Regions from separate parts of the Mus musculus genome. Here region 2 is linked to region 1. The links are chromatin contacts, called in public targeted proximity ligation maps. All regions are on one chromosome and are shown on one strand. The core of a region is the stretch at or near the end of the contact, and the rest is flanking DNA. Distances in the headings are between cores, read along the strand shown.

Region 1 (4,703 bases), core at 534-3,033:
TGTAAGAAACAAACCAACCACTCACAGGACACTTGTGCATTCCCGCTGGCATAAACACACATTCAAACACACACCTGGGCATGCACGAAGACCGGAAGTGTCCCCCATCAAAGTGTTCCGCATTGAAGCAGTCTAAGGATGCAGGGCAATGGAATGTGGAGGGAGCCTTTTGGGATGTACAAAGAGCCAAGAGTTTGAGTCCTTTGAAGAATGTCTTGTGTTTAAGATGCCCAGGGGTGGTTTGGACATGGCTTCAGTATGTCCCACCTGGGCGGAGAGGGTAGCAAATACAGAATCCTAATGAATGTTTTTCTTTTTTCTTTTCTGAAGTTCTTAAAGACTAAAAATTTATTAAAGAGTTCCAGGTGAGCCACCTCAGCACGGCCCCTGCATTAAAGCCAATGTTTATGTGAATGCAGCTAACACCACTGAAACGCACAATTAAATGGTAAATTCTGTTATGTTCACTTATGCGATCTGTTAAAGGCTGAACACCTCCATCCAGGCTTGAAGTCAAGTCCAGAGGGGCAGTGAGGACAAAGATCATCTGGCTTAAGTTGTCCTATGTAAGTTGCCCAGAAAGGGTCAAGAAAGGGGCCTGAAACAAGGCGCAAGCCCATTCAGGCGTTTTCTGCGGAGGTTGTAGCCGCTACCTGGTTGGGCTGGGATTCTGTTCTTTCTGGAGGATTCTGGCTGGGCTTCAGTGTTTTTCAGCAATAGTTCCTGTCTCCCTGATGCTGCAGTGTGTCCCTTAGTCCCGCTCCCACCCTCAGGCAGGCACCTAACCAGGAAAGTTTGCTGATGTCAGTTTGAAAACATGGGACCTAGGTGTCTGGAACATTTTAATTCTGTCTCCACTTTTTTTTTTTTAATGGGAAACAGAATGAAATAACAATGTGGGCACAGCTCCAAATCAATTGTGCTGTCAGGTTGGCAGCTCCTAGACCAGGCTACTGGAGTTCAAATCCAAAGATGGTTTCTGCTATGGTCAAGCGTCAGCTCTGGCTGAGACTTCCAGTTTTTAATTCTAGTGTGTATTGAGTTGACAAAATCTAACCTGTGCATTTGATGAGTGAGTTAGCGTCACTCATGGGGAAATCAGAGGACAGAGCATGCGAAACTGTCCTCCACCAGTGTGGGATCGGACTCAGGGCACCGGGCTTTGCAGCAGGGGCTTCTCCCGCTGAAAAGCTGATTTAATTCTATACAGACTTCTTATCCATAAAAATTTAAAAAAAAATAAGAACAGTTATGACATCCTGATAGTCTCCCTTCTTCCTTCCTTCTGTCCCTCCCTCCATTCTCCAATACTATTAAGATTTATAAAACTCACAGGCGAAGCGATAATTTCTGCATCTGTTTCATACATGAACATACATGCCTTCTTTTGCTAAGACTGCGAAGTTTCTGACTTCATTTTGATTCTTAGTTTGAAAGAAATTTGTGTACACATCTTTTTCCCCTCTTAATCATTTTTATTATTATTATTCAGTTCATAGCAGAATTGTGTTCCATGACGAACCATGCTTGCTTGGCACAGTAGAGTTTTAGCACAGGCAAGCCCTCAGTCCCAAGCAAACTGGGGCATTTGGCCACTGTGGCTATATCTCTGACCCTAAGGTCTTGTTTGGTGTGTAGCACAGCCTAAGAACAAAGGGAACAAGTATTGCTCAGCTAGGGAGAAGTCCGAAGCTGTAAACTGTCCTCTCATATGTATATCTGAACAACAGCAACACATTCTGAGAAACTTGTTAGGCCACTTCCTGTGTCGCCTTCAACTGAGTTTACAGAAACCGAGACTAACTGAAACTGAGTTAATCATCAGAAACCTGAGGTATAGGACCATCACTCTGCATATTAGCAGGAAACTCTCCTTTTTTACAAGTGGAATGACTATACACAAAGATGCTGATTAAAAAAAAAAACAATTAGTAATTACGTAAACCAGAGACATAGTAGCTGAGCCCCATTGCTACACATTGTGTGCTGTGCATCACTGTGGATGTAGCACACTCTGGTATGACTAACACATAGTAGGTCTGCTCACACATCACAAACAGGACAGATGTGCAGGGCACTCTTGGGACAGCATTAGATAACAAGTGTTTTTCAGATCTGCTAGCATCTTACAGGATCACTGTCCTATGTACCACTGAGCATAATATTGTCCCGATGTATGACTGGGCCTGACCCGTTTCTGATCTGAAGGGGAGGCATATGCCTCGTGGTATAGCCAGGGCTGGTTGATCAGTTGTCTTGAGACTTTCTGAGTTTTCTTTCTTTCTTTCTTTCTTTCTTTCTTTCTTTCTTTCTTTCTTTCTTTCTTTCTTTCTTTCTTTCTTTCTTTCTTTCTTCCTTCCTTCCTTCCTTCCTTCCTTCCTTCCTTCCTTCCTTCCTTCCTTTCTTTCTTTCTTTCTTTCTTTCTTTCTTTCTTTCTTTCTTTCTTTCTTTCTTTCTTTCCTGAGGACAGGTCATCCTCTCTGTTATGGAGCTGGGACGCTCTGTGTTTCTAGCACACATCTTACTCCCTTTCCCTTCTTCACAGGCTTCTGATGGTTGTTTTGCCCTCTTCTCTCCTCTCCAGAACCTTGACTTTGAGTTGCCACTTTGTGTCTCTGTGCTTCCTTCTGAGCTGGTGTTGCTCTCTCTCAATGTTGCCCCATGTGGTGTTTCCTCAATCAGATAAGAGGCCTGGAGACCGCCTGACATTAGCAATCAGCACCATCGGCTTCTCTGACGCCCACTTCGTGACAAGACAGCAAGTGTTTGTTATGAAGTTGGCATGGTGCACGTTATCTGAGAGTTTGAGCACCACAATGTAAGTTCCCTTATGACCCCATTTTAAAGAGGTACAAACCAAAAATCAAAGATAGAGCCCCATTCAAAGACCCACACCTCCTAAGTGGCATGGCAGGCATTTAAACCCAGTTTCTTTAAAAATAGCGTCTGAGAACTCCCTTCCTATAGCATGTCACCTCTAGAGCGACTTGTTCCATCTTCCATATCATCTGTGTTCATTAAAGCTCCCAAAGTCTTGAAGTGATCTAATTTACTTCTAATTAACTAAGCCCAATGAGAAACTGAAAACAGCATTTCTTTCTTTCTTGGCTGTGTTTTGGTTTGGTTTGGGTTTTTGCATGTGGTACTGGGATTGGACTGCAGGGCCTCACATTTCCTATGCAAGAGCTCTACAGCAGAGCCTCACCCCAAGCCCAGAAAGGGAGCCTATTCTGTTTCCATTTTAATATACTCATCATTATTGTGTACGTAATGTTTGTGGGGAGGGGCATGCTGGCTTGTAAGCATCAGTGCGGAGGTCAGAAGATAACTTGAGGAATCCAATTCTCCATCTACCATGGATTCCGGCAGCTCAGCTCAGCCCACCAAGCTTACGAGCCCTGTGTATCAGTTTTCTGTTTCTGCAAAAAAGACACCCTGGCAAAAGTTAAAGAATAAAGGGTTTATTTTAGCTTTACAATCCCAGAGGGGTCTGATCCATCATGGTGGCATAGGCACAGCAGCGGCAGGTAGGGATGGCAGCAGGAAAGCATGGTAACAGAAGCAGAAAACTGTCTAAGCACATGTTCATACACGCAGGAAGCAGACAGAACAGGAAGTGGGGCCAGGCTATAAAATCTCAAAGTCCACCACCTTCTGTACTTCCACCGGAAGGCTTCAGGTCCTTAAGGTTCTACAACCTTCCCAAACAATGGCACTTGGAGATCAATTACTCAAATCTGTGGACCTATGAGGGAGGGACACTTCTCATTTAAACCATCACTCCCTTTATTCCTGCTCACTCATCTTCCCAGCCTTGGGCCATACTCTCACATTTAATCATAAGTCATTTCAGATGGATGGGGTATAAGGCATATGAAATAATAGCATGCAAATCCTCCAAGGTAGGAGCAAGAGACACAACCCCTTGTTTGACCATCCTCTCTCTCTCTCCTGCCCAATCCCAGGCTCTAGCCTTTAAATTAGGGAGCTTTAAATTGGAGGGCAAGAGTTACAGAACAGAAGCCAGTGTGCATGAGGATGCACTTATCTGGAGGGCAACCAGATCTTGGGATTCAGAATTTAGCATTTGTATACACAGCAACAGACCAGCCTCCAACGATGAAGTTTGAGGGAGAAGGAGAACACAAATCCAGCATCAGTGAGATCATAAACTAATGCGTGAGTATGGAAATCAGGGTGGAGATTAAAAAACAAAGCCTAAAACCTAAAACCAAAAAAAAAAAAAAAAAAGAAGAAGAAGAAGAAAAAACAGAGACCTACCATACTATTGTACTTCATTGATGGAGTCTATTAGCACACAGCAGGAATGACTGCTCGGAGCCATATTTATTGTGAGTCAATTCACAGTAGCCAAGTTGTAGAATCAGCCTGTGTCCATCGAAAGACAAATGAACAAAGAAAACATGCATATGTACACAGCGGAGTTTTACTCAGGCAAAAAAAAAAAAAAAAAAAAAAAGAAAGAAATTTGGTCACTGGTATGAAAATAAATGGAATTGAAGATCATTAAGATAAATGAAACAAGCTTAATCAGAAAAACAAATCTAATGTGTTTTTTTCTCATGCCTGAAACTTAAACACATATCTATGCATGCATATATATGAAAACATTGGGGTGATTTGGAAAGAGAATAGGAGCAGAGGGAGAGGAAGGCAGGGAGGACCACACAGGGTGAGGGAGG
Region 2 (4,376 bases), core at 1,069-3,568, 85 kb after region 1:
AGTTTGCTTTCTTATACATCCCAGTACTGTGAGCTGCCCAGGAATGGCACTGTCCACTGTGAGCTGAGCCCTTCCATATCCATTCTCAATTAAGAACCTGCCCTGCAGGTTTGCCTGCAGGCAATGTGATGGAGGCATTTTCTCGATTGAGGGTGCTCTTCCTGGATTAAGTCTAGGTTTATATTAAGCTGGCAGAACTTGACCCGCACAAATGATGTCAGGTCTTATTCTCTCTCTCAATACTCCTCTCTGTGACCTTCCCTATACAAGGTGCGTTACATTGTCTTTGTGCCTTCACGTGCCCCACCTGTGAAGTGGATGGTGTTATAGACGTGTAACTCCTTAATGATTAAGTGTTTTTAACAAAATTGTTGTAAATATTTTAGCTCAGGCAGGACACAAACCTTTAATCCCAGCACTTAGAAGGAAGACAAAATCAAAGACTCTTGATCTACAGAGTGAGTTCCATGACAGCCAAAACGCTACACAGAGAAACCCTGTCTTGAAAAACCCAAATCCAAAAACAAAACAACAAAATACCAACCAACTAACCAACTAACCAACCAACCAAAGAAACAAACAAACAAAACCCCAAAACCAATTTAGCTCATGGTGAGTGAGATTTTATTCACAGTTCCTCTGATGCTTTTAAACATTCTGCATTACTTGAAAACTTTAATGTTCTCCCAATTCAGCAGGGTGATGGTGGCACAGGCCTTTAATCCTAGCACTTGGAAGGCAGCCAGGCAGCTCTCTCTGAGGTCAAGGCCAAAGTAAGATCAAGGACAGCCAGGGATACATGGAGAAACCCTGTCCCAAACCAAACCAAACCAAACCAAACCAAACCAAACCAAACCAAACCATATCAAACCAAACCAAACCAAAACAGGGTCTCCCAATTCCTAGTTTCTATACCAAAATACTGATCCACTGGTGTGGGGTGTGGCCCTAGATGAGGCACTTTTAATGGTTCCCAGATACTCAATTACTTTCCAAAGGCTCTGTTCAGGTCTCCCCTGTTCATGGCACCCTGGACCCTCTTACACAGAATCCTGCACGTGTGCTTTTGTTCCCAGGAAGCAAAGGCTTTAGGACCAAGCCACACGATGGATCCTAGTTAGAGTGGAGCTCCACGCTAAGCGGAATTCTGGACTCTGACCCAAACAAAATGGTACATGATGTTGTTGTAATCCAGGGTCCCTGCCCACTCTTACACATTGAGGGAGTGTAGATTGATGTCACCTTCATTTAGCACAGCTCAAGTGAGGCATGGGAACCACGCAGTCTTTTGTTCCTAAGGCAAACAAAGTCTTTAGCTTCAGCACAGTTTCCTCTGTTTCCTTGAGGATTGTATTAACTGGTGAGTGGAGATTAAACTGAACTTTCTCTAGAAGAAAAGGTCAGAAGGCAGGAAGGGAGAGAACAGCCCACATAGAAAAGGTGGGTGATGAGCTGCCTGCGGTGTGTTTCTTAGGTTTATCCTTTGCTTTAAGTGAACCTTGGTCCCAGGCCATGAAACCCCCTTTCAGTTCCTTTCTATTTCTTTTTCTCACTCGTCCTACCCCCTTTAAAGAGAGGATGTCTCTGTGTAGCCCTGGCTGACATGGAATTCACTATGTAGATCAGGCTGGTTGGTCTTGAACTCGCAGATCCACCTGCTTTCTGCCTCCCAAGTGCTGGAATTAAAAGCTTGTGCCACCACTGCCCTTTCCAAATTCTTGAATAAGTTTACATCCTTTGTTATTGCCTAATGCTAGTGCAAGAAGAGCATTGTTCTCTAAAAATCCAAAGAAGTGGGGTTAGAGAGATGGTTCAGCTGTTAAGAGCACTGATTGCTCTTCTAGAGGTCCTGAGTTCAATTCCCAGTAACCACATGGTGGGTCACAACCATCTGTAATGGGATGAGATGTCATGCTCTCTTCTGGTGTGTCTGAAGACAGCTACAGTGTACTCATATATGTAAAACAAATAAATAAGTCTTTAAAAAAATTCAAAGAAGTACAAGCAGAAGAAAGGGGCAATGGTTGAAATTCTTTTCTGTTACTTACCCCCATCTCTATTAAGGAAACATGGGTAAATATTTAAAAAAACACAATGGTTTAAGAAAATGTGTTTTGTTTACCTCCACATTGACTTAGGGAACTCAGATAAGTATTTAAAGTCTATTTGCTTGGAAAAAAAAATACAAGGTGTCTGGTTACTTAGGTACATGCTTTTATTTCTTTACTGGGCAGAAGAAGAAAAGAAGAGGGAAGTTAGGGAGTTCTTAGAACAATGACAGCAATGTGGTCAGACCCTGGCATGTGAGACTGAGCATAGAGCTCAGAACCACAGGGATGGTCTAGCATGCAGGAAACCCTGGGCTCCATCTCCAGTATGGAGGGCTGTGGTGGAAACAGCATCAAACTACGATCTTCATCAATCTTCAGGTGAGTGGTTTAAACCCTAGGCTGCTGAGCCCATCGGGGTTTCTGATTGAGTAGATGAAACCTGGCTCTCCCCAGTGATGTCAACTACTCGAGTGGGAACCGCCCCTCCCCGCTTTGAGAACACTAACTCACAGCGCTCTCATGGAGACGATTTCCTGGCATGGTATTTATCAGCAGATGCTTTCTGAAACACTAGAAGTATTACAAGAAAGGTGTGCTGTGGTTAAATGTGTCAGGAGAATACTAGATTGAAAGAGGTTGTTAAAGGAAACTCCTTTTGAGAAACCTTTTATAGTTTGCTGTCTATAGACACAAAACTTATTGTCAGCATCTGCCTGACTTTTAATCCCAGGAAATGCTTACCCAGAAAGATGATATAGAAAAAAAAATCTTACTTCTTGTTGCAAGAATATCCTGAAAGTCCACTAAACACAAGGCTACTCAGTTTACTTTGTTGAATAAATACTACTTGCCCAGATAATAAATCACAACAAAAGATTGCTTACTCCCCAATACTGCTTGTGACCTCACCCTGCTCTGCCCACTGACAATCTCTTTAGGTCACATACTCTCACAATTCTAACTTATTTACAGTCACACAACTGAAGGCTCTTCTCTTGGGATGAGCAAGGAAACTGGGCTCTGTATTGGTGAGCTTGATGTTGGTGGACTTCTGGGCACTTCTGGGTGGGTTCATCTGCAGGTAGAACTAGGAAGCCCAGAGCATGATGACAGTAACTTGGGGCTCAGAGATTCTCTTATGCTGCCTTTCTTCTGGAACAATTGCTACTGTAAAACGCCAACCATTCTTTTTACTCCCAAGTTTTGCAGTTACAAAGGACTTTCAGAGGGAGAAGCTCAGCAAAGCTTCACTGCAGTTGAGAAAGACTAGGGGTGCCACCAAAGAACTCAAAACGGAGGACTTGCTAAGAGTCACAGCCACTCAAAAATGCAAGGCATTAAGCCTCACTTTTAAATCCACCACTCAGCTTCCTGTCTGGCAATACAAGGCAACACTTAACTAAACATCGACCAATTCTACATTCCATCCCTCAAGTCTTCACTACATAATTTTAACATAGATGCTCTCCCACCTGGGGGCTGCTTTTAGTATAGTTTATTCTGTATACTATGGAATTATTTGTTTCTGGACCAGGTTTCTGGTGATTTCTCTGATTAGAAATTTATAGTTTTCACCAAAGGAGTCTCACTAGGTATACAAACCATACTTAAGGACAGGCCCAGCAATAGATAGCCAAGAAATTGAACTCAATGTGTTTTTGAAGATTTTGATGTTTTTGTTGTTTTTCTTTTTTTTTTAATTTTTTTGTGTTTGTTTGTTTACCTATTTATTTACTTTTGCTTAACAGATGTTTTGCTTACATATCATGGTCCCCAATTTTGTTTTTATGAATGATCTGTGCGTGAATGTGAGTGTCTCAGCATCTCTATGTGTTTCTTGTGCTTTCTCTTTTGCATCCCCCCCTCCCTTTTAAATCTGGTCCTATTTTGGTTTGTTTTTATTTTATTTTCTTATTATTATTAGATTCTGATTTGTATCCTAATGAGAGAGAAGAAAAGGGTGTGGGTTTGGATGGGAAGAGAAGTTGGTGGAGGGGAAACTGTTATCAGAATATGTATGAGAACAATCTATTTACTATAAAATTAATTAATTACTTAACAAGGAACTGGTGGGATGGTTCAGCAGGTAAAGAAAGGCACTTGCCTCAAGAGCCTGAACTATGACTTCCATACCTAGAACACATGGGGTGGGGCGGCGGGAATCTGTTCCCACAGCTGTCCTCTGACCTCGACATGCCTGCCGCGGCACACCCACTCCCTCTTACACATATATACATCATTTTTGAAGGAAAAAAAAATAAGCCTAAGGGAAGATCTTTCTGACATTGATTTGAAGATGAAAAAAGCACCCAGGACAAAGGAAAA

Evidence for each region.
Region 2: a contact with region 1 is called in a targeted proximity ligation map of CD8 T cells, with 11 read pairs. A contact is called at or near these places in 4 of 130 datasets of targeted methods (CD8 T cells, effector CD8 T cells and embryonic fibroblasts) and 2 of 9 other capture datasets (adipose tissue and liver).

What each region holds. Positions count from the first base shown.
Region 1 is chr19:17,293,563-17,298,265 of GRCm38.p6, forward strand. No RefSeq gene overlaps it. Among named protein-coding and RNA genes, the nearest start is that of Gcnt1, 61 kb to the right of the region's middle.
Region 2 is chr19:17,378,298-17,382,673 of GRCm38.p6, forward strand. No RefSeq gene overlaps it. Among named protein-coding and RNA genes, the nearest start is that of Rfk, 14 kb to the right of the region's middle.